Regions from separate parts of the Macaca mulatta genome. Here all the other regions are linked to region 3. Evidence: chromatin contacts called from public Hi-C data. All regions are on one chromosome and are shown on one strand. Each heading gives the region's core, a stretch centred on a gene start, on an enhancer-like site or on the middle of the called end of the contact. The rest is flanking DNA. Distances are from core to core; before and after follow the strand shown. Region 1 holds the start of PTPN12 (protein tyrosine phosphatase non-receptor type 12). Region 2 holds the start of FBXL13 (F-box and leucine rich repeat protein 13). Region 3 holds the start of CCDC146 (coiled-coil domain containing 146).

The links. A called contact is a pair of places that touch in the nucleus more often than the background predicts.
Region 1: a contact with region 3 is called in a Hi-C map of fetal cortex germinal zone, with 3 times the contacts expected there. The contact joins the promoter of PTPN12 here to the promoter of CCDC146 in region 3. A contact is called at or near these places in 2 of 14 Hi-C or Micro-C datasets (fetal cortex germinal zone and fetal cortical plate).
Region 2: a Hi-C map of fetal cortex germinal zone shows a contact between it and region 3, with 2.3 times the contacts expected there. The contact joins the promoter of FBXL13 here to the promoter of CCDC146 in region 3. A contact is called at or near these places in 5 of 14 Hi-C or Micro-C datasets (blood, fetal cortex germinal zone, fetal cortical plate and 2 more).

What each region holds. Positions count from the first base shown.
Region 1 is chr3:141,998,089-142,002,210 of T2T-MMU8v2.0, reverse strand. PTPN12 (protein tyrosine phosphatase non-receptor type 12) reads left to right here and starts at 1,588. Exons shown (of 18, transcript XM_015134192.3): 1 at 1,588-2,135. The coding sequence starts at 2,037.
Region 2 is chr3:142,775,767-142,779,757 of T2T-MMU8v2.0, reverse strand. It overlaps FBXL13 (F-box and leucine rich repeat protein 13), which reads left to right and starts at 1,549. Exons shown (of 21, transcript XM_015134552.3): 1 at 1,549-1,686. The coding sequence starts at 1,612. It overlaps ARMC10 (armadillo repeat containing 10), which reads right to left and starts at 1,238. Exons shown (of 6, transcript XM_001086049.5): 1 at 976-1,238. The coding sequence starts at 1,114.
Region 3 is chr3:142,436,102-142,440,160 of T2T-MMU8v2.0, reverse strand. It overlaps CCDC146 (coiled-coil domain containing 146), which reads left to right and starts at 2,432. Exons shown (of 17, transcript XM_077997122.1): 1 at 2,432-2,532. It overlaps FAM185A (family with sequence similarity 185 member A), which reads right to left and starts at 2,141. Exons shown (of 9, transcript XM_028846143.2): 1 at 1,475-2,141. The coding sequence starts at 1,925.

The DNA.
Region 1 (4,122 bases), core at 339-2,838, 440 kb after region 3:
CCTCAGTCTCGTCGCCCAGGTTGGTGTGCAGTGGTGTGATCACGGCACACTGCAACCTCCGCCTCCTGGTGATCTTCCCATCTCGGCCTCCCAAAGTGATGGAATTACAGGCATGAGCCACCACGCCCGGCCTACACCTGTTTTCTTCTATGAGTTTTTCACTAAATTCCATAGTGCTCCTAACTTTCATCTAATAAAGTATTCTACCACTGATATTTCCTATTATAACCAAATTCCCTGCTCTGTACAAAAACGTTTGTGGGTATAAATGATGAAATTCAGTTCACGGATCAAATCCTTCAGTTCTGTCACATTGTGAGAGGCCACTGTTGTGAAAGTAAAATAACTTGTGTTCTAGTTACGGCTCTGCTAAGAATACTCTGGGGGATGTCAGGAAGTCGCTTTATTTGTAAAATGATGAGTTAGACCAGAATAAATTCTCTGATAGAAGTTTACAAAGATGAATAAAGATTTATAGGCCAGGCACGGTGGCTCACGCCTAGAATCCCAACGCTTTCGGAAGTTGAGGGGGTGAGGATCCCCAGTGCACAGAAATTTGAGATCAGCCTGGGCAACCTAGTGAGACCCCTTCTCTACCAAAACTAAACAAATAAATAATAAATTTTAAAAATGTATTAGCTGGGCTTGGTGATGTACTGAGGTAGGAGGATCCCTTGAGCCCAGGAGTTCAAGGCTGCAGCGAGCCGTGATCATAGCACTGCACTATGGGCGATAGAGCAAGACCTTAGCTCTGGGGAAAAAAAAAAAAAGATTTAATAGATTTATAAATAAAGTCCATTCTACTGAGGGAAGTCTCTTATTCAGTTATGAACTGCTGCGAACCTCAAGGCAGGAAGGCAAATTTCCTTCAGTTCGGCAAACACGAAGATCCCACACCCGCGTCATCCGGGAAGAAGGCACTCCGAACCTCAGGCGCTCACTCGCCAGGTTTAAGAGGATGCGCAAATAATAAAAGTCCTCTCACCCAGGAAGCGTTTCACTTCCCTTAGCTGAGCCACACTCCAAGGTGCCGAAGCCTAATTGCTATCCACTCTCACCAATCCGTTACCAAAATGAGCATCTACCTGCCGCGAACGTGGCGGTGACACTACTACAGTTCCCAGCCTGCCTCCAGCCAGCCCTCGCCCGCCCCCACTCCTGGACTCCACAGGCCGTGACTTGTAGGCCCAGTCCACGGCTGGCGGCGGTGCGGGACTCCTGAAAACTGCTTCTCTTCCCTAGTAGGCGGTGAGACCGCAAATTCCAGCAGAATCCTACTCTGATACACTACTGCTTGCCCCGCTCTGAGTCGCATTCCCTCCTTCGGAGGAACCAACTCTCCTCCCGACGCTACTCCGACCTCTAAGATCCCTGAACGGGGCCACGCCCCGGAAGTGGAGTCAGGTCTCCAGGCCGCCCGCTGAAGTGCCTTCCAGCCACTCCAAGCGGGCCTGGGGCCGGCAGGGCGGGCTTGGGGGCGTGGCCGGGAGGCGGGCGGGGATGGATCAGCAGGCGCGGCGCTTGGGGCGGAGCCGCAGCGCGAGGCCGCGCATCTGGGTGGCGGCGGGGACGCGCCCGTGGGGAGAGGCGGCTGCGGCTGCGGCTGCTGGCGGGGGGTGGGGGGGAGGAAGAACCGGGAAGGGGGGGCAGGGCGAGCGGAGAGCTAGCTGTGTTCCTGAGGCGGCGGCGGCGGCGGCGGCGGCGGCGGCGGCGGCGGCGGCGTCTCCGACGGAGGAGGAGGGCGGGGAAGGAGGATGGAGCAAGCTGGGGGTTGGGGTTGGCGCTAGCCGCAGCGGCTCGCCTGGTACTGTGGGAGAGCGGCGGCTGCTCCTGGAAGTTGTGGTGTCGGGAGCCCAGCCGGTGCCGCCGCAGCCGCCGCCTAGGGCAGTGGGGAGGAGGAGGGAGCCGCGGGGCTTGGCGGGGGTCGGGAGGGAGGGACGTGCTGGGGAAACGAGCTGGGGAAGACGGAGCGGGCTCTGCGCCGGGCGGGCGGGCGGCGGGGGGGCCAGCGACCGCAGCCGGGGGGACGCGGGAGGATGGAGCAAGTGGAGATCCTGAGGAAATTCATCCAGAGGGTCCAGGCCATGAAGAGTCCTGACCACAATGGGGAGGACAACTTCGCTCGGGACTTCATGGTGAGTCTCTCCCCTCGCTGTCGCCTTGTCTCGCCGGCGCCGGAGCCCATCGCCGCCTCTCCCGGCCGGGCCGCCAGTGCTTTGTGTACCTCTGTGAGGAAAGGGGCGGAGGGGGCGCGCACCAGCCCGGTGGGCCGGGTGGTCTTGGAAGCCGGCGGGAATCGAGAGCGCCTCCCGCCGTGGCCTCCTTTCTTCTCCCATGTTCGCGACCCCCGCGCGGGCGCCCGGGGCGCGAAGGGAGCGGCCGAGCGGCCGAGCCTGCAGCCTGCACCGCGGCTCGCGACCACCTATTGTTTACCCGGCCGGGAGCCGGAGACTAGTGAGGTGCAGGCCGGGGGGTGCTCGCGTTTCCACATCTCCCCGCCCAGTCCGCTCCTCCCAGGAGGGTCGAGGCAGGGTATCTGGCTGTGACCGGGAGGAGTGCAGATCGTGGCTGACAGAGGAACGGGGGAATTGAGGTTGGCACTAACTCCTGGGATCCCTTTGCTTTAGCTGGTCTCAAAGCGGGCAAGGTAGGACTTCTGCCGTTTCTGGGGTCGCAATCATGATCTCCAACGCTTGGGAAAGGATTGTCCATAAGGAATCTCATGGGTTTACCTAATTTCCATTTACCCGCGTCCCGCTTCTCCTCTCTTGAGACCCAGGTTTAAGGTGATCTTGGGGTCCGGTTCAGGGGATAAGTGTGGGTGGGGGGGATTATCCTGAAGGAAACCGACTTCGGACTCCCCAGGGGATATTGCCGAAGGCGAAGGGGATGTGACTATCACTTCCTATCCGGGGTGGGGGTGGGGAACTTGGGAACAATAGTCCTGGTGGGGCGGAGGCGTCGCTACGGGCCGAAGCCCTGAACTGGGAGATAACCTTCCCAGCGCCCCCCCCCGCCTCCGCCACCCCCCACTTTCCGCCCTCTGCTTGTGCAAGCAGGCTTGAGAGGAGGTGAAGGTTAAAAGTCTTGTTCATGAAACTGCTCTAGATACACTATTGCTCTAGCTCACTATGAGGGGGTCAGATCCGAAGGCGTGGGACCAGAAGTCGACTTCCTATGTTACCCACCCCCCCCAACCCCCGCCCCTTTTATTTTTCTGCTGGACAATGTTCCCTCTAGGGTTGTTTCCCGGCTTAGGAGGCGGTGGTTGCGGCTGCTGCTCCTACGGATATTGCGCAAGACTGGGGCGTTGGAAACCCTGTAGGTCTGGGGAATGGAAAAGGAAGTGGGACTTTGGGAAGTGGTTGCTCCTTAGTCTTGGCGGGGGTTGGGAAGGGGAAATCAGCTAGGGAAAATTTTTATCCTGGGTAAGGTACACCTCCAAGAATAATCACTTAACTCTGAAACCTGATTATGAAAAGGATACACAGTTAATATCTGTAAAATGAATGGGCAGCAGACATTGGCTAGTTTTTATTTTTTATTTAAAAAGTACAGTAGTTTTTATGGTGGAGGTGATATGACTTAGTAGTGAATACTTTTTCACGTTTTAAAGAGACCTGTCCAGTAAAGCTTAGCGTTAAATTTTTAACTGCTTATAAAATAGGTCCTTGACCTTACACAATATTATACTAGTATCGTTGAGCTTTGTGATTCCCGCCTCCCCAGACCAATAATTGAGGATGGAAGTAAAGTTTTCTCAGTATCTTTTGAAGATTGAAAATATAAGTTAAATAATCTAACTTATTCCTTATTAAAAATAAAAATATTGCTTATATTTAAACATTTGCTCTTGATATTTAGCCTATGTATTTTTGAAAAATTACTTTTTGATCTGAAAGGGTTAAGGAAAAGAGGGTATTTTCCTTTTTTACTATTGAACTTTAATTGTCTTAGTATCTTTTGAATGGTGTCATTTACAGCAACTGGATGCAGTCCCCTTTTTACTACTTTCTAGCGAAAGTAGAAGAAAATACTTTGAATATTTAAGGCGTTTAAAACTAGCTTTTTTTGTTTTTGTTTTTGAGACGAGTCTTGCTCTGCGCTCTGTAGCCCAGGCTG
Region 2 (3,991 bases), core at 300-2,799, 340 kb before region 3:
GGTTCCACATCATAAAGACATTTTTACTTTTCCTCTGGATAAAGGCAATTAGATAACAACCACCCCAATTACCAGTAAATTTAGGATAAACTACACGTAGTGAATGGTACTGTCAAGTCATCTTACTTAAGGACAAATTAGTTTTTATCTTGAGAACACGTACGTAATACGAAATCGGTTCTATCTGTCCAGCTACACTTAAAGGAATTAGAATTCTTCTTGCTATCCCATTAGCAAATTGCCCGTGATGCTTGAGACAATCTAGTTTGTGCTTACTCAACAATGACGCTGTTTAGTTCTCTTCTACAATTGTGGACAGGAGTTTCTTGGATGGCAGATATGTTATTTTAAATTATTTCCCTAACGGCTTCCATGATGTGAAACATGCCTCTGGAGGGTTTTACCGTACCGATCAACTTTTGGACAGAAACCGAATCTGGCATTTGTCCGCTGGGAGGGTGTGTCTCGCGCAGACAACTGTTCCCATTTCCAAAACACACACCAGGCTGGGAGGTCTTGGACCACTGTGACTCCCAGGTACCTCCCCTCTGAGGCCGGGCCGAGCGCCCGCACAACTGCCCCTTTGACGTCCCTTCTTCCAGGACACTTGCAAGCAGAGCTTCACTTATGGCTCCGGGCCCCTCAACAGCCCTTCCACAATCGGCAGAATCCCTTTAATTACACAAAGGCCCGGAACAAGCTTTAAAGTGAGAGGCCATCAACAGGCTTTTAAGAAACCTAATCCTCCACTGTGGCGCAAAGCTCAGGCAGGAAAGCCAGGACAAGTTTTCATATCAGGATAGTGAACAAAGAATGGGCGGCGGGGGCGGCGCAGCACCATGCACCCACACAAGTACTGCCTCTCCCTCTAGCTCGGCTCCTCATCTTACCCCGAGGACACGCAAGCCACCACCCAAGCCCGGGAAGCCCCCCTGCCCAGTCCCCGCCCACCTGCCGGGCACCCCGCGGTCTCACCTGCAGACTTGGAAGGGCGCATCCCGAGCTCGCGGTCGCCCCGCCGCCGACCCCGGGTCAGTCTGTAAATGCAGTAGCAGGCGCCGGCGCCGAGGAGCAGGCCCGCCGCCACCCAGCCCGCGCCCCGGGGGCCACCCATTCTGCAGCCGCGGCAGAGCCGCCGCGCTGGGCCAGGGCAGGAGGCTCCTGGGGGCCAGCGCGGAGGTCTCCAGATCACGCGGGCCTAGCCGCCACAACAAACCGCGCGCGACCTGGATGTGGAGAAAGGAAATGGGGTCTGAGCTCCGCCTCCCGGAAACGGCTCAGCTCAAAGCCTATAACCGCCCACTCCAGCGCGGCGCCTCCCGGCGGCTTCTCCCAGGCGAGGCGGGGCGGGGCGCTGGACGCCAGGAGGGGAGGCTAGGACGGTGCGCCCCACGCGGAGACGCCGGGGCCCTGAACCCGGAGCCGAGCTTCCCGTCGCTTCTCCTGTGGCATGAAGCAAGCCTCCCTCCCTCCTGCCCCGGGCAGCGGAGCGAGGGGCGGTGCCGCGTCCAGCCCCGCCCCCTGGTTGCCAGGACAACGCCCGCACGCACCCGGCTCCTAGTCCCAGCGCGGGGAGGGTACCAGCGCAGCTTCTCCGTCAGGCCTTGGGCCATGGCCTCCCTACGCAATGCCAACCCGAGGCTGAAGAACTACTTCAAGGAGAACTATATTCCTCAGGTCTGCGAGGTACTGGACACGCGTGGCGGCGGACACGGACCGACGGTGGGGAATTAGAAGGGGGAGGAGTCAGGGAAGACGTCTCGGAGGAGGGACTAGGTTTAGGAGTTGAGGGAGGAGGGAGAAGGCGGGGCGGAATGCGAGAAAGTGAAGTCAAACTCGGACTTGTAGGCGATCTGGGCTGAAGATGCTGATCAGAGAGAAGACAGAGGGTGATGGTAGCTGCAAGTGGGGAATGGGTCACATCTCCCAGGGGAAATGAGCACAAGGCCCAGATCGGAAACCCCAAACTCAGCTTTTAAGGTTTGAACAAGAAGTGCCTGAGGAGTGGAGGAGTGAGAAAGAAATGCCAGAGAGGCTGAGGAGGAAAATCAGCAGACTGTCATTATGAAGAGTGTTGTCAGAAGTAGGGAGTAGGCTCTAGTCACCTAAGATAAGGACCTGGATTCTGCCCAAGGTGAGCCTGAGGTTTCCATGGAGCCGTGAGTGCAGAAAATAGATGGAGGTTAGCTGAGGGGAGAGTGGAAGCTGATACCTTTGGTCAGTGTAGTCAGCCCTTTGTGAAGGTAAGGACCCTCTCAACCGGGATTGCCTTTAGACAACAGGAAGGGCTACCCTTCCACCCCCATTGTAATAGGAGGGAAGGAAGACAGGAAGGGATAGATACTAGGTTTTGTAGGTTTTTGGGGGTTGGAAGCTGAGAACGTTTGCCTTTGTTGACCTCTTTTTTTCTCTACAAATAGTTGATGAGATATTTTCCAAGAATGTGCGTGTTTGAGTGGGGATGGGGCTGTTGGTGCAGTAGGAGGTTCGAGCAAAGATACGCTATGCGGGGAATGAGGAAGAGAGATGTCTAGGGAAGGAAAAAGGAGGTCCCAGCTGAGGGTAGTAACGATCCTAGGCGGTTGGGAGGGCAATTTGGTAGAGACCCCCGTCTCCTTTTTGGATGGCAATTGAGAAATATTTATTAAAATGTTAAATACATGTACCCTTTAACCAAGCATTTCCACTTCTAGGGATCTACTTTAGAGAAATACTTGCACATGTGTTCAGAAGGATGTACAAGGATGTTCATTATAACTTTGTTTCATAGTAGAAGTAGTAAATGACCTAGAGTGACTAAGCGAATGAGGTATTATGTAGAATAAAGTATATCTGTACCTACTAAGAAGAAATGCCCTCCAAGACATATTATTATTATCGAGACACGGGGTGTTGGTCTGCCACCCAGGCTAGAGTGTAGTGGCTCCATCCTAGCTCGCTGCAGCCTCAAACTCCTGGGCTCAAGCCATCCTCCCACCTCAGCCTCCCAAGTAGCTAGGACTACAGGCATACACCATATGGCTGGCTCCCAACACATATTATTAAGTAAAAAAGAAAAAGTGCAAGTTGCTTAGCAACTGTCCATTCTGCTCTAGCTATCTGATTTCATGTATGTTGTATATGTGTTTATGTGTACATATATGTGTGTGTATCTATCTTTAAGACAATAGTGCATGCATAGAACCTATGCCAAATTGTTAATAACAGATGTCTTGTGGAATGGTTTTGGGGGAGGAAACGGGGAATTCTAACTTTTTGCTCTACCCATAGCTGTATTGTTTTAATTTATTATAGTGAGTTTCATGTTGTACCTCTATACAATTGTGCTTGAAAATATGTAGGGAGAATGGTACCCATCTTCCCGGTTGTGTGATTTTTGTCAAGTAGCAGTCAGTAAACCAGATGTAGGTACAGAGATAACCAAGTTGACTTCGTCTGGGATAGGAATTTGCCAGGCATATGTTAATAGAATAGAAAGGCAGTAGGTTAGGGAGCTAAGCTCCTGAGTATCTGAAGTGATGGGCCAAGGACTCTAAGGACTCAGTGGGAAATGAGAAAAGGATATGATACTGATATATGTACAGAAAATGGAGACTCCTAAGAGGTGAGTGAAGAGAAGTAGAGGGAGTAATTAAATGAGGGAGCTGGAAACATAGGAGGTGGGGGTCAGAAAGTGGAATGTTTATATTTACAATTCAGGGTGCGGCCATTCTGAGTGGTGATTCAGTCTGTGATATGGCGGTGCAGCAGGTGGAAGAAACAGACTTGAGTTGAGGGTACATCAAGGAAATGGTGGCCTCTTCTCATCTAGCCTGCCAGTTACTATAACATCACAAAGCTGCAATGAGGCAGTCCCCAGTTCCCCCTCTGGGTGAGAGCGCTCCTGGCTTGCCACATTGTTCTGCACCCAGAGAGGAGGCCCTTATATGCATTCCCCATTGTCTAAGATCATATTCTCCTGAGAAGTCCTTCACTCACCTCTGCTACCACA
Region 3 (4,059 bases), core at 1,183-3,682:
ACCAGCCTGGGCAATGTGGCAAAACTCCATTTCTACCAAAAAATAAAAATATTAGCTGGGCATGGTAGCATACACCGTAGTCCCAGCTACTCAGGAGGCGGAGGTGAGAAGGTCACTTAAAACCGTGAAGTCGAGACTGCAGTGGGCCATGATTGTGCCCCTGTACTCCAGCCTGCGTGAAAGAGTGAGTGAGATGCAGTCTCAAAAACAAACCCCCACAAGATTGTGGACAAATGGAAGTGGTATATGAAGAAAGTTTGGAAAATAAGGAATCACAAATGCCATCCTTGGCTGTCTATTTAAGATGTAACTGCAGGCATCTCTGTATACAAATTTTAAAAATTAAAAACACTGATATTTAATTTGGAATTAACATAAATATTGATGATTTCTCTTAAAGTAGACAAGACCCACCCCACCCCACTGGATTCCTGAAACCACAGATAGTACCAAATCCTATATATTCTATGTTTTTTCCTATATACATATCAATGACCAAGTTTAATTTATAAACTAGGCATAGTAAGAGATGAACAACAATAATAGAGCAATTATAACAATATACTGTAATAAGTTATATTACTGTGATCTGCCAAAATATCTTAATATTTTCCTACAACAGTTGAGGCAGGTAACAAACTGAGAAAGCCAAATGGTGGATAAGGGAGGACTACAGTATCTGCTATTTGGTGCAACTGTAAGCATTATAAAAGATGATCTTAAAAATGCTAAATGCTATTATTATTATCATCATCATCAATATCTTCCTTCAGTTGCAGGAAGAATGACAGTCTGGGGAGCCCTTCCTAGAAAAGTGTGTGTACACAGTGGCTTGCCATTTAGGAAATAACGCAGAACCCAAAAACCTAGGAAAGGTTATTTTGCAGGCATTATTATTGAAGTTTCCTAGGCAGGCTTACTATGTGTTTTTCTTCAAAGCTTGCTACTCATGGAAAACTTAGGCCAAAAAGAATGGAAACATAACAGTAAGAAGCTGGGCGCCTGTCTCAAACCAAATACTCAAACCAGGTGATAAACGGAACATCCTATTGACAGGGCTGTTTTGGGACACACCCCCAGGCTGTGAGTAAGGGGAAATGTAGATGGACTGCCATACCATTGAATGAATTGTCAAGAAACTTCAACCTTGAAAAATAAGCCAGTTTGCTAATGACAACGGGATAAAGGAGAACACAAGCGGCTCCAGAAATATAATTTGACCTGGATTATACCAAATCATGTTTCCATTCGATGTATAAAATTTCTATAACAAATTTTTAGTTAGGCAACCTAATTTTTAAATACTACTCGGATACTCAAGAATAGAACAGAGGAAAAGGTGCATTTCCGAAGGTGCCAACTGTAAATTAGGTTTAGAAAGCCAGGACCAATTAAAAGTGCAAGTCGACCAAATTTAGTAAGTTCACTGTGCGTGCCCTGGGACCCAAACCCGTTTTCACTTCATTTCACTTGCCAAACTTCAGGGGCGCGTTCACCTCCACGAACGCCTGGGGGTCGATAGTGTCAGACAAAATGGCCATCTCCTCCAGAGCCTCGTCGTACTTCACCTGCAGGCCGTCCAGGCCCCGCGCGCTGCCCTCCACGCCACACACCGCGACCAGCACGCGGTCGCCATCCGGGTAGGTGAGGGGGTCCAAGGGCCTCACGGCCAGGTGGCACGGGAGCCGCGCCCGCAGCCGACCGAACGGGCTCACCTGCAGCGTCCACTCCTTTAGAGTCCGGCGCGCCGGGCCAGGCGGAGGGACCTCAGCCTCCGATCCGGGCCAGGGCTTGCCCCGACCTGAGCCGTACGGCCTGGCTTGGCAAGCCCAGGAAGCCCAGCGCCCAGTGCCAGCCCACAATCGGACCTGACGGAGACAGAGACGGAGGCAGCCAAGCTCCCAACCTGAGCAGGGGGCAAGCATGGCGCGCCCCTCTCTCCAGTCCTTAGAACACTTCAGCTACAGGGAGGGTCACTTGCCACGGCCAATCGACTTGGCCACTATGCCGCCTCAAGTCAAATAGGAGACGTCTGTCAGGGTTTGCTGAAGCAAGAGGGAGCCGGTTCGCTTGACTAGGCAATTTAAACATCAGCCACGCAAGCCCCAGAGGCAAGTTGCAATTTGAAAGCTCTAAACTCTGACCCGGACTCCTAGCCTACGCCCGCCCCTTTCGCTAAGGCGGACGGGATAGGTAGTTGTAAAGGGGTGGAACATCGCAGAGCTCTGGCATCTTAGAAACCACATATCCCAGGAGGCAATGCGCAGGGGAGCCCGGGTAAAAGGGCATGTGTTAGACTCCCTGGGAAAGGCGGGCGCCCTTTGCCTCAAGACCATTGGCTATTGGAGGGGCGGTACATAGGAGTCCAACTGGCCAATGGAAAGCACGAAAGGGGCAACGTGGGTAAAGCTGCGCGGTCACCTTGGATACCAAGGACGCGACTTCTTGTTTGGCGAGGGTGGAGCTTCGAAGTGAGACCCAGGAGGCCAAATCCCAAAAAGCCTAAAATAAGGATCAGGACCAAGGGAAGGGGTAAGAAACTGCGCTTTTTAAGATGACAACTAGGTGCAAACTAGGAGTAACCTCTGTGGGTGTCAAGACCCATGCTTCACTAACCTAGTGCAGGCGTCTCCAGGGGATAGAGAATGCCTTGGCAAGAGAGTAAAGAGCCTTTACTCTTGGTGCTTTTTGAGGGAATTGCCTCTTTGGAAGTGTATTCCCTCCTATATTTCAAATATAGGAATAGAGTACTGGCTCCTTCCTGACCCTAAGTGACCTTACTCTTTGGGTTTTAATTTGCTCACTTTAAAAATGAAGATAATAATACTTGCCTTGCCTTGCCTCAAAGGGTTTTTGTAAGGATCAAGTAAGAAAATGGATGGGAACGTGGTGCACAGTCTACAAAATTACCGTGTAAAGTACTGCATTTTTATTTCAACGTACTTAACATTGATTCTGAGTTACCAAGAAAATTATGAGAGATCAGAACTTGTTTTGAGAATAGCATTGATCTCTTTGACTACAAATGATCCTCAGTTTTAGAGTGTTTAAAAACAAAACAAAAAAAAGACACAAAAAAGGGAGTTACCATGGTGCGGTGGAAAGAACAGGGACAAGGGTCAGATTATTTTCCTGGCTCTGCCACTGCTTCATCTGTGTCACCTAGACCTGTTTCTTTAGTTTTAAAATGAAGAAAGATGGTTCTCAATGACCCTACAAGGGGTGTGTGTGTGTGTGTGTGTGTGTGTGTGTGTGTGTGTGTGTGTGTTTACCTTGTATAATTCTATGGGAAGTAAAGTAATGGGAACAGAAAGACTTATTTTCTTCTTTCCTGCCTGGTTTCTCTCTCCCCTTCTGTGCCGCTACTTCCTCCTAAAATTTATTCCCTAAATTATTTAGCCAAGACACCTGCAAACACTAACGTTTCATAAAATGCAAGTGCCTTAAAAAATTGAAGCTCTTGCCCAAGTACAATGACTAGAATTCCTGGGGCAATCGTGATAGACAGACTGGGCTAACGCCCTCCTGGGTACAAGTCTAAGGTACTCTGCCAGCCACTATCTTTTTAAAAATTCAGTGTTTTCTTAAGTTATGATTGCCTCTTTTCTGTCTTTCTAGTCCTTCTTCCCTCCTCATTCCTCCTTCAGTGAGGACTGACTCATTATAGGTGCTAGCTCAGGTTCAGCAAGGGCCCACTGCAATAGTTCTATTCTTGCCTTTGTGTTTCATTGGTTATAATTATTCAAAATAATCTTCAAACTATTTTTTAGTGAAAACTGACAGGTGTAACTTTGAAAAGAAATTTGAAAAAGGCACTGGTTTAAGGAAGTTGAGAATGTACTCAAATTTTCTGTAGAGGCACTAGACATTTTTAGATTAAATATTAATTCTTAATAGATAATTCTGTTTATATAGTAATTTTTCCTTTTCTGAGACAAACTAAGTTAATGGAATTGGCAACTGAACTATAATTTTCTATGTAGCATAATCATTATTTTACTTTTTCAAAAAACAAATAGAATTGATTGAAAATTGACTTTTCTGATCACATGAGGTTGA